Linked DNA regions of Anser cygnoides: region 1 is linked to region 2. A link is a contact called in public Hi-C data. All regions are on one chromosome and are shown on one strand. Each heading gives the region's core, a stretch centred on a gene start, on an enhancer-like site or on the middle of the called end of the contact. The rest is flanking DNA. Distances are from core to core; before and after follow the strand shown. Region 1 overlaps ANKRD44 (ankyrin repeat domain 44). Region 2 holds the start of LOC106039999 (MOB-like protein phocein).

What was found. Hi-C and Micro-C count contacts between places; a contact is called where the count stands out from the background.
Region 1: a contact with region 2 is called in a Hi-C map of liver, with 2.5 times the contacts expected there. The contact joins the enhancer-like site here to the promoter of LOC106039999 in region 2. A contact is called at or near these places in 2 of 7 Hi-C or Micro-C datasets (both in liver).

The regions. Positions count from the first base shown.
Region 1 is chr6:3,220,767-3,227,571 of Taihu_goose_T2T_genome, reverse strand. It overlaps ANKRD44 (ankyrin repeat domain 44), which reads right to left. Exons shown (of 29, transcript XM_066999926.1): 4 at 5,617-5,687; 5 at 2,433-2,633; 6 at 1,154-1,241; 7 at 580-722. Among named protein-coding and RNA genes, the nearest start is that of PGAP1, 60 kb to the left of the region's middle. Within about 2 kb of position 4,516, at least 1 of the 3 cell types and tissues checked has open chromatin away from gene starts, as enhancers often do. A contact at or near this core is called in liver, where this site is marked.
Region 2 is chr6:3,076,385-3,083,020 of Taihu_goose_T2T_genome, reverse strand. LOC106039999 (MOB-like protein phocein) reads left to right here and starts at 1,902. Exons shown (of 9, transcript XM_066999961.1): 1 at 1,902-2,900; 2 at 3,633-3,797. The coding sequence starts at 2,865. HSPD1 (heat shock protein family D (Hsp60) member 1) reads right to left here and starts at 1,395. Exons shown (of 12, transcript XM_066999956.1): 1 at 1,239-1,395; 2 at 598-773. The coding sequence starts at 771.

The DNA.
Region 1 (6,805 bases), core at 3,267-5,766, 140 kb before region 2:
AATGCAATGTCTTTATTTGATATCTTTAATCAACCAGCACAGACTCGTCTGCTCATTTCACTGTTGCTTTAGACCACTGAGTTGGCAATATTAGCCTAAGAGAAGTCTGTGCCCTGAAATAAAGACCTTTTCTGGAGTGAAAATAATCCTTTTCCTTCCCTCCATCAGCTAGAGAGGAAATGCACATCCTGAAACTTAAACAGCCTAAAATGCAGTTTTGTAAAGTACTCCATGAATGTGTTGTGAACAACTTCATCATATCAAAGGGAATGCCAAGCCAAGGTAGACTTCATTACTCCATCTTTCTCTACAGGAACAACATATATTTCCTGATTTCTTTTTTTTTTTTTTTTCCTTCAGCAAGGTAGCCTGGAATTTACTGTCCATACCATGCATTTTTTCTTCCAGAACGTTTTCTGGCTCTTGAACCAATAAACTATACAAAGCACTAGGTGCTTTTCATGGTCCTGAAAACAGAAACAATTTTCTTTAGAAATTCTGCTGATGTAGCAGCATCCATAAGAAAGAGGAAAAGGTATCTCCAAATATGGAAGTCATAAAGAGCACATTACCACATACCTCTACCCCCAGGTTAAGGAGGTGTTTCACAACATTAATCTGCCCATTGGATGCAGCTGCATGAAGTGGGGTGTAACCCTTCTTGTCTTTACAAGTCACCTCTGCACCATGATTAATCAGTAAGGCAACAACTTCCAGGTGACCTTCAAAAAAATGAAAAAGAGTATCAACAGGTATACCAGCCTCACTACCCACAAATTACTGCTTTTTTGCTAATGCACTGGCCCTTTCACTGATGTTTCACACTGCTCCCAGAGTTTTACAAAGAAAAAAAAAATCATTTTCAAAATATTCTTAATTATAGCTCCAGACCTGGTCAAGAAATGCATGCAATACACATTCCCCTTCATCAGATGGGTCAAAGTTCTCTTTACTGAATTGGTTTTCCAGTCATTAAAAGACCAAAAACCACAACTAAGTGGGCATTGTGTATTTAAATCAGCCAACCTCCTCCCTGAACAGGGTGAATACATCTCTCACCTTCCATGGACAGGTCTGTGTCTTGTCCACTGTAAAACATGCTGACAGCTTGTCAACAGGAAATTAGAACAAGGAACAACAACCTGAGCCTTACCCATATACGCTGCCCAGTGAAGAGCTCTTCTGTCCTTTTTGTCGAAAGCATTGATGTTTGCCCCCTTGGCTAACAGCAAGTTCACCATCTAGTAGTAATGAGAGCAAACCATGTGGATCAGACACTCAATAGCTTATAACAAACCATTCTAGTGATAAAGTTGGGATCACAAAATCAGGCTGTTTTGTATGAGATACTGAAATTTTAGGCAGTATGGCTAAGAAGTGAAAAGCTGCTTTCCCTATTATCAGTCATCCAATATTTAGAAATAAAAAAAAAAAAATCAGGTAAAAAAAAGAAAGAAAACTGAATGGCATTCAACTAGTTTCTTCTCCAGCAAAACATTCTGAAATCATAAATTACAGAGCTGCATATTTGCTTTTCTCTTGTACAGTGCTTTTCCATCAGTACAGAGATCATCTAATAAACAGCATAATTTCAATTATAATTTCTGATATACTCTACCCAAAATATCAGGAACTTTATATTATGACTGTTAGATTCAAGCATTACTATCTTTTTCTATTAGTAGTTAGAAAAAGGCCAAAGCAGGAGTTTAAAGGACAAACACTATCATTGTTTTACAGGAACTACTCTTCCCTTTCCTTCTTTTAATTACAGTGTCAACTGATCAACTTTTGTTGACGGATTTTTACTGTTCCAGTTGAAGACATTTTATTCTAGATGAACTTCAGGTGCTGGAAGAATCCTTCCACACAGATTTAAAGACTATCAAAACCATTTATGAAGGTTCTTTATTTACAAAACTATGTTTTTTTTTTGTATAGAAATTGTAATAAGAGAAGGGTTTACTTGTATTAGGTAAGGAGAAGCAGTATGGATGATCTCAAAAAAAAAAGAAGCAAATTTTCTAGAAGACTGATTAGAAAATCAGACTGGATCTCACACAGCTGAACTTTTTTTCAGTATGAAATGAATCCAGCAGTTTTTCCTTCTTTCCATTCTTCTCTTATTTTCTCAGGCAGTTAAGCACAAAATAGCCCAGGACACACTCGAATTGCCAGGGCTGGTGGCACAGCCAGCTCCCCAAGTTTGCATGCACAGTTCACTTGCATGCCAGCTCTGTACACATGCTTTCCTGCCACTCTTACTTCTGTAGATAGGTAACTTGGCACAGTTTGGGAAGCAGCTGAATGACAGCAATCATAGGTGTCAGGGATATGGGACTCAGTCCAGACCCAGCCATAGTGGACAAACATTTGAAAGAGGAAAAACCAAATAAGTAATCAAAGATCAATTTTGCTATTAACCAACTCACCTCAATGTGGCCATTCAGAGCTGCATGGTGCAATGCCGTCCGCCCACCTCGGTCAGAGACATTGACGCTGCTCAGCATGGGAATGATGACTTCTGCGCACTTCACCGCCTTGTTTGCAGCAGCCACGTGCAACGGGGTCTGCCAGTTCTTGTCCCGAGCATTGACATCAGCTGAGTGCTTAATCAGTACTTGCACTGCTTCCTGCAACGGGAGCACTTAAGAGCTATAAACAAGCAGTTTGAATAAATACAGCGCACATATTCTTGACAGCTCAGTGATGTTATGTATGCATTTTACTTACGCATCCCAGGCATGGCCAGGAGGAGGGAAAGAGAACAACATTCACCTAAACAACCTCTCAGGTTACTGAAACAGTACTGCTCATTCAAATGCCAGACTGTGCATCACCTTTGCTGTCACACAGAGCAGTGTGCTTGCAATCAAAATTTCCAAATTAGATTTTATGACATACAAAGCTGTCTATGCAGACAGCCCAACCTGTTTGGTTGATTAACCCTCAATACCTCAGTCGTCCTAACTGTGCTATACCTTAAGAAACAAATGGACTTATCTGAGCACCCTCTTACACATATTATTTACAAAATGAAGAGCATGTCATTTTGGACAATGAAATCACAGTAAATCGCTCTAAGTTTTATTTATAAACAGGAAAAAGGAAAATATATATATATATCTAAAAACAAAATTTTAGCTTTGCAAAAACATGAGAATCACAGGCAAAGGTTGACACTGGTGTATGTCCCCAGCTGCCATTAGCATTCCTTCCCTCCCTAAGGGCTGAGCACAGGCCAAGAGTCTTCACTGCAACATCCATTCTATCAGCCTGAGACCAAACAACATCTTTTAAGGTTAAACGAACCATTTTGTTGGTTAAAAGTGAATATTTCCCTGTGAGAAAATGTATTCTTCTCTCTTGAGGGACTGTCTCACTTGAGAATTTACCATCAGCTTTTTTTCTGCTCCCACTCATAGAACTTCCATTAAGCAAGCCAGATTAAAAAAGTTTCTCTCTAAATTACATTGCTTCTTCTCTTCTTTTTTTCCCCCCACAAACCAACAAAATACAAAGGAACCACAGGGACACAGTAGCATTCAAGTAGCCTCGTCTGCTAATTACAACTCACAGCTGGGAAGCGGCAGAGCTGTAGCCCTATACTACCTTATTCTTTTTCCATAAACTGAAAAGTTTTCTGGCAAGTCCAGCCAACGTTTTATTAATAAATAACAAATATATCATATGTACATTTAAAAAGCATTTTTGTATCTAGAAATGCCCCAGAGAGTGCCTGCAGTCTGTATCAACAATACATCCCATTACTAGGAGTTTTAGTTCTTTGTTCTCAATTGTTCTCAATCAATTTCTACAATTTCTACAATTTTGTTTTCTACACCAACTGTCATCTAACAGATTTGTTCAGTTAGTTCAGTTTGCATCTCTTCAAACACCAAGAATGATATATTGTTCATGTCACAACAGGATTTTCTTTTTTTAAACTACAGGCCCACTATTTTCAAAATCATTTAAATATAATTCACTGGGGATCTATCCAGCTGTGACATGAAGTCATCGGGAAAAATCATACAATTTGACTATTAATGAAGGAAGGAAAAAGTTATGGAAGAATTTTTTAAACTAACCAATAAGGACTGAAAAGTCAAAGCTAATAATAGTTACACTTTATTTGTTTTTTAAGTGTGTATACATTTTTGTTTACATCTGCAGATCTGCTGCTCTATCAGACTAACAGAGTGTTAAAATCTTTATGGGGAAATTTTAATTTTATTGGTTTTGAGAGCATGAGCTAGACCTTTTTCTTAGCATAATTTCTACATGTGCATGCAGTCCGCAGCTATAGCGTAAGCCTCTGTTTTCAGTGTTTCCAGCTAACCCATGATATCAGAGTGAAATCTCTTAACTCTTTCATACCATACGCCTTCCCCTGCTGCCTCACTGGGGTACCAGAACTGCCAGCACTGGAGAAGAGCTTCTCATCTTAAAACTGGCTGTCAGCAGCCAAAGAGTAAAAGAGACAAACCCACAAGAAGACATGCATTTTCAGTTAGAACTGTGATTGAAAATAAAAATCATGTACTCTGACACATCCAAAAAAGGAACCAAATACTGCAATTCCTGAATCAGAAAGAGCGTAGTTGTTTTTTAAGGCTGAAGTCTGATCTTTGTTTTCCAACATGGCTTTTTGTATTTTGTCTCATTACAGCATTCATATCCTATCAGATATTCCTTTCAGCGGGTTTTGGTGGCTGCCAGCAGCTGGGAAGCTCAGCCAGTAGCCAAACAATGCCTGAGTTCAGAAGCGAGCCCAGGATTCCTGCCTCCAGGCTTGGCAGGCACTGGGACTGTTACAGAGGTGATTCAAGTCCATCAGTCCCTGGAAAACAGCCACCCTCTCTCTCTCCTGCATCCCCTCCCCTTGCCCCCAGCAGCCAAATCAGCCTGCAGTTGGGCTTGCTGTTAACGAAGTATTAGGAGGACAGAAGTATAGGAGAAGGTCCAAAATGGACAGCCAAAATACTGGTACAGTTGAAAACGCAGTCATGCCTGAGCTGCATTCCAGTTAGTTACTGTTGCTGCTTCTTGAAATAGCAATGGAGAGAGTACAATGTGATGCCAGAAGATTTCTAGCTGTCAAGTAGAAAAATATGGGCATACCTCCCTTATGCATGAATCAAGTGAATTAACAGAAAAGCTAACGGATGCCTTGAAATGCAATTAACCAAAATGAACTGTGCAGTAATACATGTAGGATTACACACACACACATCCACTCCCTCCTGGCACATACACAGCATGAACACATCCGTATGGGTTTATTCCTCCTTATTTTATCACTTGATGATAATGACCCTGAAGACCACGGTGATTCTACTCCACTTCAGCCAGGGTCACTCACTCCAGCTGGTGGTTGCTCCGGACAACTTGCTACAGTAACGCAAAGCATCCCAACAGGGGGAAAATCAAAGGCTCAAAAGCAACTATAATTAACTGGTAAAAGTTGGCCTCTGGCTGCAATGCTAAAGGCCCTGCACACAGCAAATGTTCTCCCCGTTTGTCACTGTGCTGCCTACTGTGGCTTTCAATGATTTGCTTTTTTCCCCAGCATGGAGTTTACGTGCAAAAGCAGAGTAATCAAATCTTACTCACTTCACTCCTTGAAGCAACTGCTCGGTGGAGAGGAGTCAGCCACATGTTGTCCTTGGCATTAACACGAGCGCCTGCAAGTAAACAAGCAGAGGTTACATCCATGCCTTGGGTGCGACACGAAGAGCGTTGCCCAACTCGTTTCCTAGTAACAGGAGCCGAGGCGGATTTAGTGCTCTCCTCGTGGCTCTGCCAACTCTTCTGGCACTCCGTTACCCTTAGAAATACAGTTCCATCTCCTGGGCAGATAGGAGCAGGCGCACAATTCAGAAAGAAGGGAACTGATCAAATCTCAATATTAGCAGGAGCAGCCTTGTTTATAGGACACAAAAGAAGCAGGATTTGTAGTAGGGGTTTATGTATGTACATATGTACTTGTGTGTCTGTGTGTGTGGATTTATAGGATTAACAGATACAGGATGTCTGTTAAAATGCTGCTTCCCTGTTGAGCAGATCTTGATGTGACCAATAAAACATGATGGGGAAGCGTGCCGGCTGCGGGGGAAACAGGTGCCTCCCTCCCCACCTCTGCATCTGTGGGTGCTCCTCAGCAGACACCAGAAGGGAGATGAAGGGCACTACCCATTTGCCTCATCCACAATTCAGTGCTAATGGGCACTCTGGCAAAAGACAGCTGTGCAAGAGGATGGTTTCAAGGTCGCTTGACAGAATAATGGATAAAGAATGAATATTTAACAACTACTGCAGTGTTGGCTGACTACAGACAAAAAAGAAATGGATCCTGTACATTTCTGTAATGAGACAGATCTGTTTGAAAGAAATATTAAACTATCCATTGAAGTGATACCCCAAAACAGGACATCTAGTGGAAGGAACTGGAGAAACTCTTGCATTTTAAAAGGGCTTAACCTGAAAACATTGTACCTCTTAGGCCTACAGCCAGCAGTGCTAGTTTGAGAAGTCTGGCACATGAAGAAAAAATTTAAAGAAGCACAAGCATTATGCACGTAGCCTGGACGTGCCTTTGAACTTTATGAACAAAGGGATTCTTAAACTCCATTGTGCACCACAACTTAAGTGCATATAAAATCTTTTAATTAATAAATCACACTCTGGATCAGAAGCACTTTCTGAAAGCTGTTTCTCAGGAATATTAAGGTACTCACCTCTGAATCACCGTGGTTATTGGGAATTGTACTAGATAATCAGAGAAGAAACAAGTTCTTTCAGA
Region 2 (6,636 bases), core at 653-3,152:
CTGTATGACTATGCAGAATATAACAGCTAGCTTTCAAAACAGCCTAAAACTTGAAGGGAATCAGACTACAATTTGCCCTACAGGCAACATAAAATGAAGGCCACTACCATGAATTTTCACTTAAGCTGGTAACATTTACCAGTCAACCGAAAACTCAACATTATGCTTTTAGTACTTCTACTTTGTTACTTCTAGAAGGCAAAACTATACAAAAAAATATTTCATATTTCAAAGAAATAGAACTAATTTAACTACTTATGTTGTGAGTCGGATTAATTATCTACTACATTGTTACAGGCTATCAAATGAGCCAGAGTAACTAGTCATGCATGCCCCCTTGACCTATTTTATTTCAAACCGTTCCCAATAACGTGCAGCACCTTCCACAGTGTTCAGATCCATCTTACTTTGTGCCCGTGGGGAGGTGACTGAATGAGAATATGGCTGCCTGCAGCTGCCTGCCCATGCCCCTGCAGCTCCGTTACAGGCACACAGATGGGAATAACACAGCTCCACCTAGGAAAAACTGTTCTCTATCTATCTGTTTTCAGCCAGACCAAAGCGTTAACACAAAACAAATGCAAAGTCTTTGCTTACCTTTGGCCCCATGGTGACTGCTACAGCATCTGCTAGGAGGTCTACTCCTTGGAGCATAAGAGCTCTGGCATCTGCTCCGAACTTCACATCTTTGGCATACGCTCGCGTTAGGTGGGGGGCGAGTGCTCTGGACACTGGCCTCATCTGACGGAGCACTGCAGGTAAACGGAGCATGGCTGCAAAACGAAAAAGAAAAAAAAAAAAGCAAATAACTGTCAGGTTTAGCAGAGCCAGTTCCCGAACAAGAACAAGAGCAGAAGCCCACCGCAGCCAACCCAGTGCTCAGGGCCCCGAGGCCCCGGCGGCCGGCCGGGCCACGCCGCCTCGCAGGACACGCGCCGCAAGGTCAAGCGCCGCTCGCCCCCTGCCGCCAGCCGGGCCGCGCTGCACGGCCGCGGGGCCGCCAGCCCCACGAGCCCCAGGAGCACCAGGACACCCCCGCCGACACCCCCCCACCGCCCTTGCCCCTGGCCCCAGCCGCGTTCCGGAGCCGCCGCCAGGCCTCACACACGCGGTTTGCCCCCCCCCCCCCCCGTAACGGCCGCCCGGCGCGCGCCCCCTCAGGACGTTAATGGCCACCCTGAGGGCAGCTGGGGCTGAGCGCAGCCCCCAGCTCCCCCGGGCCGCGTCCCGGCTCTCACCGGCGGGGCCGTGCGGGGCAGGCGGGCAGCGTGCGGGTGCTGTGCGCGCGGGGCGGGCGGCGCTCAGCTCCCGCTGCCTCGGCCCCGCCCCTCGCCGGGCGCCCGCCCACGGCGGGCCCCGCGCGGCCGGGCCCGGGAACCTGCATGGCCGGCCCGGCTCAGCCCTGCGCGCCGCAGCCTCAGGGGCTCCGGGGCGCCGTGCGCATGCGCGCCGTGCCCCGGCACAGAGGGTGCAGGTTGCGGGGCCCGGCGGTTCCAGAACGTTCTGGAACGCTCGTGCCCGCCCGGGGTCAGGGGGCGGCTCCGCCTCGCTGCCGGACCGCCGCTGGGCCCCGCCACCGGCCGGGCGTTGCACGGCCCCTTCGGCGGCCGCAGCGAGCGGGACGCGGTTGGAGGGGCTCGGGCCCGGCGGCGGGAGCGGAGTGGGGCGGGGGCGGGGCCGGGCCGGGGTAACGACAGCAGCGACGGGAGCGGGGCTGGGCCCCGCCCTGGGGTTGGGCCGCTGGCGGCGCATGCGCAGGCGCTGCCCTTCCTGCGGCGGGCACGGGGCGCTCGGGGCGGGCAGCGCGGCGGCAGCAGCATGGTGAGAGCGGGCGGCCCGGCCCGGCCCACACGTGTCGGGGTCCCGGGGGGAACGGCTGTCTCCGGGGGGGGGGACCGGGGGGGAGCCGCCGCGGTGCCCCGGAGGGGGCTGGCGCTGCAGGCGGCTCTCCCTTGTGTGCCGGGTGCCGCAGGTGGGGCCGCTCCGCTCGGGGGCTCGCAGCGCAGCGGGCCGTCGGCGCCGCAAGGTCATGGAGTTCTCGGGGGGGAGCTGCCAGGGCCGCGGCGTCGCCGCGGGCTGCCCTGGGCTCCCTAGTAGCGTTAGTGCAGCGTTCCTTAGCAGGCCCTCAGCTGTACGGCCGCCGGGCAGGGCTGCGACGTGCTCCTGCTACAACCGCAGGTCGAAGCGAGGCCTCCGGTATCGCGTGTCGGGTCATTCATTCGCTGCCTTGTATGAGCTCCTTCTGTCTAGGTTTGCCTTTGAAGGAGAACTGGGTAAGGGTAGGGCTGTCCTTATTCTTCCACTTACAGTTCATCCTTATGGCTCTTTTGAGGGCAAGAAGGTAGCATTTCTTAAGACTTAGCGTAAAATGCCTCTGTTCTTACGTCTGGTTGCTTGTTTCAGCTAAACAGCGACCATCCCTTTAAAAAAAAATCAGCAATATTAACTTTATAGAACAAACCCAATCATAATTGGCAGCTCTTTCTATCTTTTTTTTATTCTTCTGGTAGTATCGGCCCTCCTCTTGGGGGAGGCAGCTTTCATACGCTTTTCTTGTCTGTGACTTTACTAGCCCTATTTTTAAAGTTCGTGTGCACATACCGATGAGTGTCACTGAGGGGCACGTGGACACCAGGCCCTCGCTTCTAGTGGCTTCCATAAGCGTGCTCCCTGTGAGCCCAGGGTACCTGTCTCATGGAGCACTATCTCCACGTGACCTGGCATGGCTCCATATCTTTCCTTCTAAATCAAAGCAAGTTCCTTCTCCCTGATCCCTGCTTATTGGGATTCTGTCCTTGTGTTTGTGCAACCAGTCACAGTAAAGTGCTTTAAAAAGCTAATTAACCCTTAAGTAGAGGCAGATTATGACTATCCTCCTACATGAAGGAAAAGCAGTCAAGGTAGGAATGTGCTTGTTTCCCTGTTCCTAGGGACATAAATCTAAATGTTTTTGTGAAGTTGCAGTTTATTTATAGAAATCTATCCAAATAACAGCACTCTTGCTTCAGACTTCAAACTTTAGAAGTTGTATCACATCGTGTGAAAGGTTTAGTCTTGAAGTTACCTGAAAAAGACTGACACGTGGAGCCTGGCCAGACTTTAACTTCTTTACTGTAGAAGACTCCACTACAACAAACAAGAATGCAACTGTCCTAAGAAGTCCTTAATCTTCATTAAATCTGTTTGTGAATTTAAAAATAGGTTTTCTATAATCAATAACTGTGCTCACAAACTATAGTAACTAACCGTTTATAGGATCAAAAGCACGTGGTGCTTGCAGCCACGTGAGGTGGCTGCTCCACCTGATGGTGGTTTGTTCCCTCACCTGGACCAGGAGCTTTGTATGGCTCAACTGCAAACATTGCCCAATATGTGCCTCTGAAGGCTGCTTGAGAGGCAGCTGCAACGTGGAGGCCTTGCAACGTGGAACAGCTGTAACAGCTTTCCTCATTTCTTCATTGATATCTGATGCAATTGAAGATGGTGTGTGTTTGCCACTGTTAAAACTAAATGCTCATCAGGTTTATAAACCTCTGATCTCTCAAAAGAGAAATCTATGGTTTTAAAAACCTTTTAATTGCAGTTTTACTGGAATGTTTTTACTTCTCAATTATTTACAATTATTTCCACAGGCAGGAAAAGCATTTAGGAAATTCCTTCCCCTGTTTGATCGTGTTCTGGTTGAACGATGTGCAGCAGAGACTGTAACCAAAGGAGGAATCATGATTCCAGAAAAAGCTCAAGGGAAAGTGCTACAAGCAACAGTAGTAGCAGTTGGATCGGGAGCCAGAGGAAAGGTAAATATCCTGAAGCATTACATTTGGGTAGAATTAGTAATAGTGTTGGCAGCAGCTGGAAAAATACAGTGGGAAAGGGATGGTTGCAGTGCAAGTTTTAAGATATCTGACAAAAATGGATGAGGGTAATGGCTGAAGTTTGAAGTGCAAATTCAAAGAGGATGTAGAAATCCCAAGTTCCTCTGGCTGGCTCTGACCTTGAGTTCCAGTCTTTTTTTTGTCATTTATAAAATGGAAAATACTTGCTTTTGGAAACTTATTATTATTTGTTGACATTTACAAGCATCCTTAAACAATAGTGACTTTTAATATTGAGTGTTTTGGGGGATGGCTTTTTTTAATTGCTTCAGTCCTTCAATGCCTTGCCTGTGGTAGGCTTTTTTTTTTGTTCAAATGATTACATGTCTAGAGTTATGTGGCTCATGAGCAGGGTGGATTTGCAGAATGTGGTGTTCACTGCCTTGTGCTGTGCAATCATGGTTTCTAAAGGTTGTGTTCACTAGAAAAAAAATAGGAAATGAATTGAAATGGTAAGTCAGCTTTCATAAACTTGCCATGTTGACTGCTCATCTGAGATCTTAAAAAAGATGGTCTTAACTTCATTTCACAGTCTCGAAATGCCTGTGGCAACAGGCTTCAGCATTGGAAGTTCTTTTTCTCCACCAAAGCAGTGTTTATTTAGTACCAATGGTAGAAAACAGGTTAAAATTTAACTTGGGCATGTTGACTCGGGCTTCTTTAATTGTGAGTCCTCTATAGATACCGTGCTTTTTTGTCTCTTTATCTGCTTTTCAAAACTTCATATTGTGAAATGATGCTAATATTTGACTAATATGTTGATACTTAACTTTATCGCATGGTTCTAAAAAGGATATAGATTTGCCAGTGTTACTTTGAGTAACTTTTCAGTGCTAAACATGGGAAAGTACTTGTAACTGTCACTTGGAAAAATTAGCCATGGTTTTAGAATATGGAAGTGGACTTTATCTGTCTCTTTTAGAAAGAAAGAAACTCTACAGATAAAATGTATTCTAGTTTCACTCTACAAATAAAATGTAGAGTTGATGTGGTATCTTGAATGCTTTTTGTGGATAGATCATTGCAATATGGAGAAACTCTGATACTAGTCCTCTCTGTTTAACTTGTGGAAAACCAAGGACCTTTTTTTTTTCTTTCAGGATGGTGAGATTCATCCAGTGAGTGTTAAAGTTGGTGAAAAGGTTTTGTTACCAGAATATGGGGGTACAAAGATTGTACTAGAAGATAAGGTAGGTTTCCCAACTTCGTGAATGCACATTAAGCTGGTTCCCAAAACGTCACACTGTCAGTAATAAATACTGTAGTTATTTAATGGGATTAGCAGCATTCGCTAGATGCCATTGGTATTAAAGTGGCTGAATCAAGTTACATTCTTGCACCTGTAGTACTTGGTACCTCCATCCTGGTTAAAAGAAAGTAACCAAAGAAACATCTGGCTTTATCTTCGTTGGGTGGGTGAAGTGACTTCATATGCTGAGCATGTATCAGTGAGAAGCCAGAAGTGATTTGAAATTACTGGGGGTATCCTCGCTTTTGACAGGGAAAGCTTACAGAATTGTCCTGTGACAGTGCTTGTACTTCCTCCTACTAAAAATAGTAACTTGATGGCCTGCCCAAACTGTGTCCTGTGAACAAAAATCTTTCCATGGAAGTCAACAGGTAGAACGAGTCTTAGTTAGGTCACTTTGATTTTGTACTTCATGATATATAGTAGCCCTGACTTCAAAACCAGATGGTTATCTGCAAAACAACTGATAAAACAATCCATGTGACAAGTAATGTTTCTTTTACTTGCAGGACTACTACTTGTTTAGGGATGGTGACATCCTTGGGAAGTACCTGGACTGAAGTTGGTTGCAGTATCAGTCATCCATTCCACTAAAATGCTGAAATCCTTTCTTTCATCATGTAAATAATGTCCTTTATTTTATAATATGCAGGCATTGAATCTCTGAAATAACTTGTGATCTCACTGTAATGATGGAACACAAATAAACATGTGTGCAGTCAGAAGTCGGTTGCTCTTTCTTGAGTTCCATTGAACAGTGAAATGCAGATGACCACCAACCAGCCTTAATTATTCCAAACAACATCATTTTTATATCCTTATCTGTGTGCTGAGATTGTAAAGGCCTTTACAATAAATTTCTTAAAACTATTCTGCTTATGTCTCAGTTTCTGCTACTGCTCTGTGAAACTGAGCCTCAGCTGTGTAATGTCTTGAACTACTTTCTGAAACAACATTTCAGTTGTAGTAATACATTATTTTCAACAAGCTTGCCTAAAGTTGTGGGACTAATTTAGAAGTGTTATCGCAGATAAAGTGATGGAGACTGTTTCAACTAGCTTTGGGACACATTGAGCTTTATCTTAAGTAACAGACGTTTTTTAACTTCTTCACTTCCATCATCATCTAGCAGTAGATGACGGTGTTTGGTATGTAGCAAGATAAAGCAAACAACCCTGCCACAAACAGCCTGCCTCAAAACACTACGCACAGAGCTTGTTACAGGTGATGCCTTTAGTAGGAAGTCTAACACTTTGCAGGTAGAAAGCAAGTAACTTTCCTATATAAGTTAACTGGTGGAATTGGAGCTGGTGCTGATCTTAACGTAGCAATTTGTGAAGGAATTTGCTTTATCTCAAACCAGATCTTTCCCCCTGTCCCACAGCTCAGTAGAGAGCTGACAGTGTATTTGACAAGTTAAACTTTGTTTATCCTTAATGCAGCCTTCTTAAATGGTAAGGTATCTACTCAAGTAATGCTGAAGCAAACACATTTACATACTTCTAACCACCC